Regions from separate parts of the Pan troglodytes genome. Here region 2 is linked to region 1. Evidence: chromatin contacts called from public Hi-C data. All regions are on one chromosome and are shown on one strand. The core of a region is the stretch at or near the end of the contact, and the rest is flanking DNA. Distances in the headings are between cores, read along the strand shown. Region 1 overlaps ABL1 (ABL proto-oncogene 1, non-receptor tyrosine kinase). Region 2 overlaps ABL1 (ABL proto-oncogene 1, non-receptor tyrosine kinase).

What was found. A called contact is a pair of places that touch in the nucleus more often than the background predicts.
Region 2: a Hi-C map of stem cell-derived neural progenitor cells shows a contact between it and region 1, with 4 times the contacts expected there. The contact joins two enhancer-like sites. A contact is called at or near these places in 5 of 7 Hi-C or Micro-C datasets (blood, induced pluripotent stem cells, a lymphoblastoid cell line and 1 more) and 1 of 1 other capture datasets (stem cell-derived neural stem cells).

The regions. Positions count from the first base shown.
Region 1 is chr11:7,594,291-7,597,843 of NHGRI_mPanTro3-v2.0_pri, reverse strand. It overlaps ABL1 (ABL proto-oncogene 1, non-receptor tyrosine kinase), which reads left to right. Exons shown (of 11, transcript XM_016961878.4): 4 at 3,111-3,383. Among named protein-coding and RNA genes, the nearest start is that of QRFP, 33 kb to the right of the region's middle. Within about 2 kb of position 1,328, at least 9 of the 24 cell types and tissues checked have an H3K27ac peak or open chromatin away from gene starts, as enhancers often do. A contact at or near this core is called in stem cell-derived neural progenitor cells and stem cell-derived neural stem cells, where this site is marked.
Region 2 is chr11:7,687,465-7,690,910 of NHGRI_mPanTro3-v2.0_pri, reverse strand. The region is part of intron 1 of ABL1 (ABL proto-oncogene 1, non-receptor tyrosine kinase); the gene reads left to right. Among named protein-coding and RNA genes, the nearest start is that of ABL1, 51 kb to the left of the region's middle. Within about 2 kb of position 1,745, at least 7 of the 24 cell types and tissues checked have an H3K27ac peak or open chromatin away from gene starts, as enhancers often do. A contact at or near this core is called in stem cell-derived neural progenitor cells and stem cell-derived neural stem cells, where this site is marked.

The sequences.
Region 1 (3,553 bases), core at 79-2,578:
GCTGTCAAAAGAAACACTGTTTCTTTTCTTTCTTTTTTTTTTTTTTTTTTTTTGAGACAGGCTGTCACCCAGGCTGGAGTACAGTGGCACAATCTCGGCTCATTGCAACCTGCGCCTCCCGGGTTCGAGCGATTCTCCTGCATCAGCCTCTCAAGTAGCTGAGACTACAGGTGCCCACCAGCATGCCCGGCTAATTTTTGTATTTTTAGTAGAGATGGGGTTTCACCATGTTGGCCAGGCTGGTTTCGAACGCCTGACCTCGTGATCTGCCCTCCCTGGCCTCCCAAAGTGCTGGGATTACAGGCGTGAGCCACTGCTCCTGGCAAAATGCTGTTTCTAAGCGTTTCTTTGACAAGTCGCATCCTTCAGGTTCATGCATGATTAGGGAGAGGCAGCAGCCCTGACTGAGCACCTGAGTGTTCATGGAACCAGGTGCATAGCATAATGACATGCCATTCATGACACTACTTTCTTCCCTGAACATGCCATGAATTCCTGATGATTACACAGTTCCCCAACAAATGCTGCTCAAAACCTGGAACTAATCAGAAGGAAGCACCAGCCTTGACTGTTAGTGGGACACGGGGAAGATGGCTGTGAACCGAATATGCAGTGCCTTTGGGGGAGAATGGTTTTAGTATTTAGTAAGTGTCAGTATGTAAGTTTTATGTTGAAAAATGAACTAAGTCACAACAAGGTCTATAAATTTAATTAATTGAAAAGGATAAAGTTGGGCCATTCAGTGAAACCTCCTGTAACTGAAGTCTCTAACACAGTAGCCAATGGGGGAATCAAATGAGCCCAAGAAGAAATTCTGCATAAACTAGGACTTAGGGGAGCCCTTAGCATTCCACATTGGAGTGAAGGAACCCGATCCGCCAGTTGGGGAACGCTCCTTTGAGGCCCGTGTGCTTCCTGCTCCGATGGGAGAGAGGGATAATGAGACTTGCTCCCAGGTGCCCTGCCCTGGAGCCCAGCAGGCCACACGGGCTCTTTGACTCTGTACTGTGCCAGTGATTTCCAAGATGGGAGTGGTGCTCTGATTGCAGGAATGTCTTCTTGGAATGGCTTTTCTCGCTTCTCTAGAGTCCTTGGTAGGGAGCACATCATCAGCTGAGCTAACCTGAGAACAGGGGTTGGAGCACTTGCCACCGGCAGTGAAGTAATCGGACAGCTGACAGACTTTTCCAGAGGGTCGGGGATTGGGAGCTGACCCCAGGTCCCGCTCCGTTTTCTTTGTGTGCAGCACTTGTGTTGGTGACCAGCACTGAAGAGAGTGCGTGGACGTCACCGTGTGGTTATGAAGCTAACGGCAGCCCTCAGCGGTGCCGACTTCCGCTCCCCGACACATTCCTGTGTGCACGTTCGTGGGTCTGAGCGTGACTCATGGTGTGTGTCCCTAGAGCAGTTCACTCAGAGGCTTCTCTTCCGTGCTCTCAAGAATAAAAGCAGGGCCGCCACATCCTGATAAGTCTTGCCATTCAGCGGTCCTGTCTTGCAGAGGGATAAGCCAGTGTCCCCAGGCCACAGTCCTTACACCTTGAGCAAGTTCCCCAGAGTGAAGCAATCTTTCTAGATAAGTTTTGCGTTTCTGAGAATTTTATTTTAGTGATATTGTTACCAAAAGATTGTAACCCCAAAATGTGTGCCTTTGGCTTGCCTGTTTTAGGAATTCACTTGTGTTATCTCCCCAAGCAAAACAAAAGAAAGAGAAACCTTCCTGTTGACGAATCCTTTTTACCTTCTTGAGAGTTGTCAATGGGACTAACTTGTATATTTCTTTGCTACCTTCTTTTAAAAACATTTTTCTTATTTACTATTACAGACGTATAGTAATGGTGCCTGACATAACCCACAGCCAAAGGCCTTGGCCTTGCTGTGTGTATTTCAGGCTTTTTCTTCCCTTTTCTTTTTTTTTAAGTAATAAGATATTACAGTTATAGCTGAAGCCTGATCCTGTTCCCTTTTCTCCCTCTCGTCCCAAGCATCACCACTGTCCCAAATCTGCTCCTTCTTCCCACATCTTTGCAGTTTGGGCAAGTCTTCTGAATGCCTAGTCATGATTTTAAGTCTTCTTTCCACCTTCAGTGATGGTTGGCTGCCCTGAGCAAGCCAGTAGATTCAGTTTTGTGCCTGGAGTCCAGATGTTTTATGTGGATTTTTCATGTGGAATTGTTTTTGGTAAGGAAGTATTCCCTTGCCACACCAATGAAAAGAGAAGAAAACAGGTAGCTGGCACCCGCTGCATTGTTGCTTTCTGCCAGCCTGCTCCTTCTCCTTCCTCTCCAGCTCTGTTGTGTCCAGATGCAAACTCTACATGCAGGGTTTGACCCTAGGTCCTCACCTGCTGTAGCTCTCACACGGGGACCGAATGCTCTTGTGTCGTAAATCCTTCCTTTTGCTTCCTTGTGTTGGATGTGTTTAGTGGTTTTCATCTTCTGATCACTATTTCATTCTAGGTTTATCCCTTTTAAATTATAAATTAAATGAATTCTTCACTTTTCCTACCAGCAACTACCCACCAAGTTCTACCATGTGTTAATTTAATCAACAGTTATTTATTGAGTACTTATTACATGTTGATTTCCTGTTCTCAACATTGGAATGAAAACAGCTTAGGGTTCTGCTTTCATGAAGCTTGCATGCTCTTAGGTGGAGACAGACAGTAATTAAGCAGATAAACAGGAAATTATGAGCTAGTAGTGGGTCCATTGCTGAGAAGTAAGACAGGTGGTAGGATGACCCGTGCCGTGTGATGACTTTAGATTGGGTGGTTGGGGAAGACTTCACGGACCTTAAAACTGGCCTTGGAACGGGAAGCGAGAACTGGGCACGGAAGATGAGGGAGTGGGAGATTTCAGGCAGAGGGAGCAGCAGCAGGTACAGAGGCCCTGAGGCCTTTTATTGTGTCTTTCTGCTTGAGCGAGTAACTTAGAGCACACGTAGAGAAAGACAGCAGAAGTGGCCTTCTAAACACTCTGTCCTGTGTGGAGAGCTGCTTATGTGAGATTTTGCTGTGCAGTGAATTAAGGCTCAGCCAAACTGGCTCACGTGAGCTCTTTGAGCTTGCCTGTCTCTGTGGGCTGAAGGCTGTTCCCTGTTTCCTTCAGCTCTACGTCTCCTCCGAGAGCCGCTTCAACACCCTGGCCGAGTTGGTTCATCATCATTCAACGGTGGCCGACGGGCTCATCACCACGCTCCATTATCCAGCCCCAAAGCGCAACAAGCCCACTGTCTACGGTGTGTCCCCCAACTACGACAAGTGGGAGATGGAACGCACGGACATCACCATGAAGCACAAGCTGGGTGGGGGCCAGTACGGGGAGGTGTACGAGGGTGTGTGGAAGAAATACAGCCTGACGGTGGCCGTGAAGACCTTGAAGGTAGGCTGGGACTGCCGGGGGTGCCCAGGGTACGTGGGGCAAGGCGTCTGCTGGCATTAGGTGATGCATCTGCCCGGAAGTCTACCTCCTGCCTGCTGTCCGAGGGCTTCATTGGCGCCACGGAATTGACTTTTCCGTCTTATATCATCCTTGTGTCTTTGTAGGAGTGG
Region 2 (3,446 bases), core at 496-2,995, 93 kb before region 1:
TTTGTGCTTCTTCTTGTAACAATATGTTTAGCTTATTTAGCAGCATCAGATTCTCCTTCTGATGTATGCATTCGATAAACCTGGACACCTGTGCAGATTTCTTTTTCGTGGTGGCACTGTGTTTTCTTTTGCTTGTTATGCGTAAGGTCAGATATGTTGTGTTTTGGGTCCCTGACACCTTGGGCTTGGATGAATAATGTCACTTAAGAAGAGGCAAGTAAAAGGCCAGGCACAGTGGCTCATGCCTGTAATCCCAGCACTTTGGGAGGCCAGGGCGGGTGGATCACGAGGTCAGGAGTTCGAGATCAGCCTGGCTAACATGGTGAAACCCTGTCTCTACTAAAAATACAAAAATTAGCTGGGCGTGGTGGCGCATGCCTGTAGTCCCAGCTAATTGGGAGGCTGAGGTGGGAGAATCACTTGAACCTGGGAGGTGGAGGTTGCAGTGAGCCAAGATTGTGCCACTGTACTCCAGTCTGGGTGACAGAGCAAGACTGTCTCAAAAAAAAAAAAAAAAGAGGATACAAGGGATACAAGTAGAATTTGTAGTGTGCTGATTAACCAAAGACAAGTTCCTCCACCCTTTTCTTTTTGGCCAGAGTTGATCATTTTCAGAATTCATCATTTTGTCAAGATGATTTTTTTGTTGTTAAATATGAATGATTTGCTTTCCTCTGGACTTTTAAGGCTTCCTGAAGTTACATGCAAACATTTGTGCAGTCTCATGTTTGGTTATTGGTTTTTGGGTTTGCTATTTTTGGGCGAGGAGGTCCATATCCTTCATCAGCTTCTCAAGGGGTTTTTTCAGAGGTACAAGGGGAGGCTTTGGTTTGGTTATGACAGTGCTACAGCCAGCAACCCGGGGGCCACCTGGGTGCTGCTCCCCACTTCAAAACGTGTAGCTAGCAGGATGGAAATCCTGTCTACATGGAAATCCATGTGGTGTTGGATAGGCCATGATTCATTTCCCTAAGCCTCAAATGCTTCTATTGTTTGTAGTTTTTCTCCCAGAACCTTCATGATCCATTTTTGTACATTCTTATGGCCTTACGATAAATTCCTAGAAGTGGAATTTCTACATCAAAAGAATAGAAACTTTTAAAGGTTTTTGATACATATTGCCAGTTGCCCTTCTGGAAGGTCTACTGGGTACGTCAGTGTACCTGAGTGTTAACAGTGACGGATCAGTATTCATTTCTCTTATAAGGAAGGAAATGAAAGTCATTTGGTAACGTAGAGGCACAAGTAGACCTGACAGCCTTTGTGTTTCTCTTCTGTTCTTTAGGCCCCCCAGTTCCCTTTACTGCTTTCTTCTTTATGCCACAGATTTAATGCTTGAACACATATTGAAATTTTGGAAAGTTACTGTGAATCTAATGGGGCATAATAGGCAGGTTTTCTTAATCCTGGCAATGACCAAACTAATCACTTGTCTGTGGTGGCTTGGTGGAAAAACAGTTTGTCAGCAGAATTTGGTAAAGAAACTGTCACAAGGACAGGGTGTTGGTCTCATATTTGAGTGCTTCCCTGAGGAACGAAAAGATAAAGGGAAGAATTGGGTGAATTCATCAGACTGTATTTGGCAGATGGAGATGAAGTGGGTGCAGGTCATCGCCCACGACCTGTTTCCCAGGCTTGCAGAGAAACTGCTGCTCAGGAGCTTGTGACTGTGAGGGCCCCGGGCTGTGGCATGCGTTGGTGCGCTCTCAAGAATGCGGCCATGGCACTCACAGACACATACCAAGCAGCCTCGGCCCCCAGTGCCCCCGCCAGCCTGCTCAGGGGCATGCGGATGACTGGTGCCTGGAAGGCGGGTCTTGCTGGGCAGGACAGATGCCTTACTGTCAGGACAGATGCCTTACTGTAGGCCCAGGAAGAGATCCATGACCGCAGACAGACTTCTGCGTAGGGCCCTGAGGAAAGAGTGGTAAACATGCAGTGAAGGGCGGCCCCACCACTGGTGGCTTCTGACAGGGAGCTGGAGGGTGCAGGTACTGGATGTGTCTCATTGGGATACAAATGAGTGTGCCCCGTGGTTAGGAAGATGAGGAAGTGTAGGCACTTGCAGGGGCCTTTTCTTTTGAGTTGGTGAGTTCCCACCAAACCTGGCCTTGTCTGTTTTTGATGCCTTAGGACTTGGGGACAAGGCCACAGCCTGTGACCCCAGCATCATCTCCCCCCAGGGCCTTGCCACCCTCTAGCTTTCATCCTTGCCTCCTCCTCTGCCCTCTCTTTCTTGTCCGATACAGTAACAAGTGCCTAGAATAAATCTCACACCACCCACTGCTCTGCTGTCAGGGCTACCACCCCGGCCCCACCCTGCCTTGCCCCGGCTCTGATCTCAAAGACTTCCCAGCCTCCTGTTGCCATCTGGGTCTGTCCTCCTTCTGCTAGCAGAGAGACCCTCCCTTAGAAACTTACATCAGATCTTTTCACTACCCAGTTTCCTGTCCCTCGATGGGTACCCATCTCAGTTAGAGTAATGTTCAGCTTCTCACCACAGCCTGCGTGGTCTGGGCCTGGTTTCCCTCTCGAATTTCCCTCCTGTCACTCCCTTTGTTTACTGCCAGTTCTTTTTCCTCTTAGGGTTCCCTGGGCCCTGCCCTTCACTCAGCTTCTGGTGCCTGGCTCTTTCAGACCCATGCAGGCCCCAGCTCACGTGGCATCTTTTCGGAAAGACCTTCCCTGATGGCCCAGGCCACAGTACCCACACCAGCATCAGCTCTTTGTCCTCTTCCCCTTTTCATTTCTTTGCAGCTCATGCCATCTGAAACTACCTCATTCAATTATTGATAGATCTGTTTGGAATTCCAGGAGTCCCTTAGCGATCCCATTCTTCTAAAGACTCACATGGCCTCAGAATGCCATGTTACATTGGAGAGTCTGACTTCTTGTTTTCTGAGACGGAGTCTCACTCTGTTGTCCAGGCTGGAGTGCAGTGACACAATCTCTGCTCACTATAACCTCCGCCTCCTGGGTTCAAGCGATTCTTGTGCCTCAGCCTCCTGAGTAGCTGGAATTACAGGTGCCTGCCACCACGTCTGGCTAATTTTTGTATTTTTAGTAGAGATGGGGTTTCATCATGTTAGCCAGGCTGGTCTCGAACTCCTGACCTCAGGTGATCCACCCGCCTGGGCCCTCCAAAGTGCTGGGATTACAGGCAGGAGCCACTGCGCCCGGCCTGACCTCATATTTGAATACCGAGTTTTAGTTCTGGAGGAGCTGCAGGTTTTATGAAAAGGGAACACATTTGATTCCTCAGAGCAGCCACAGGCAAGCTCTCTGAAGTAAAGTGCACGTGTGCATGTGTGTGCACACTCACACACACGTACACACACATTCACAAATAGGACATCTCTTTTAAACAGAAATGGCCACCTGCATTTGAGAAAATAAAGTTTCATGCAGAAGAAAATGACATGTTAAATTCAATCATCAAGATTTAG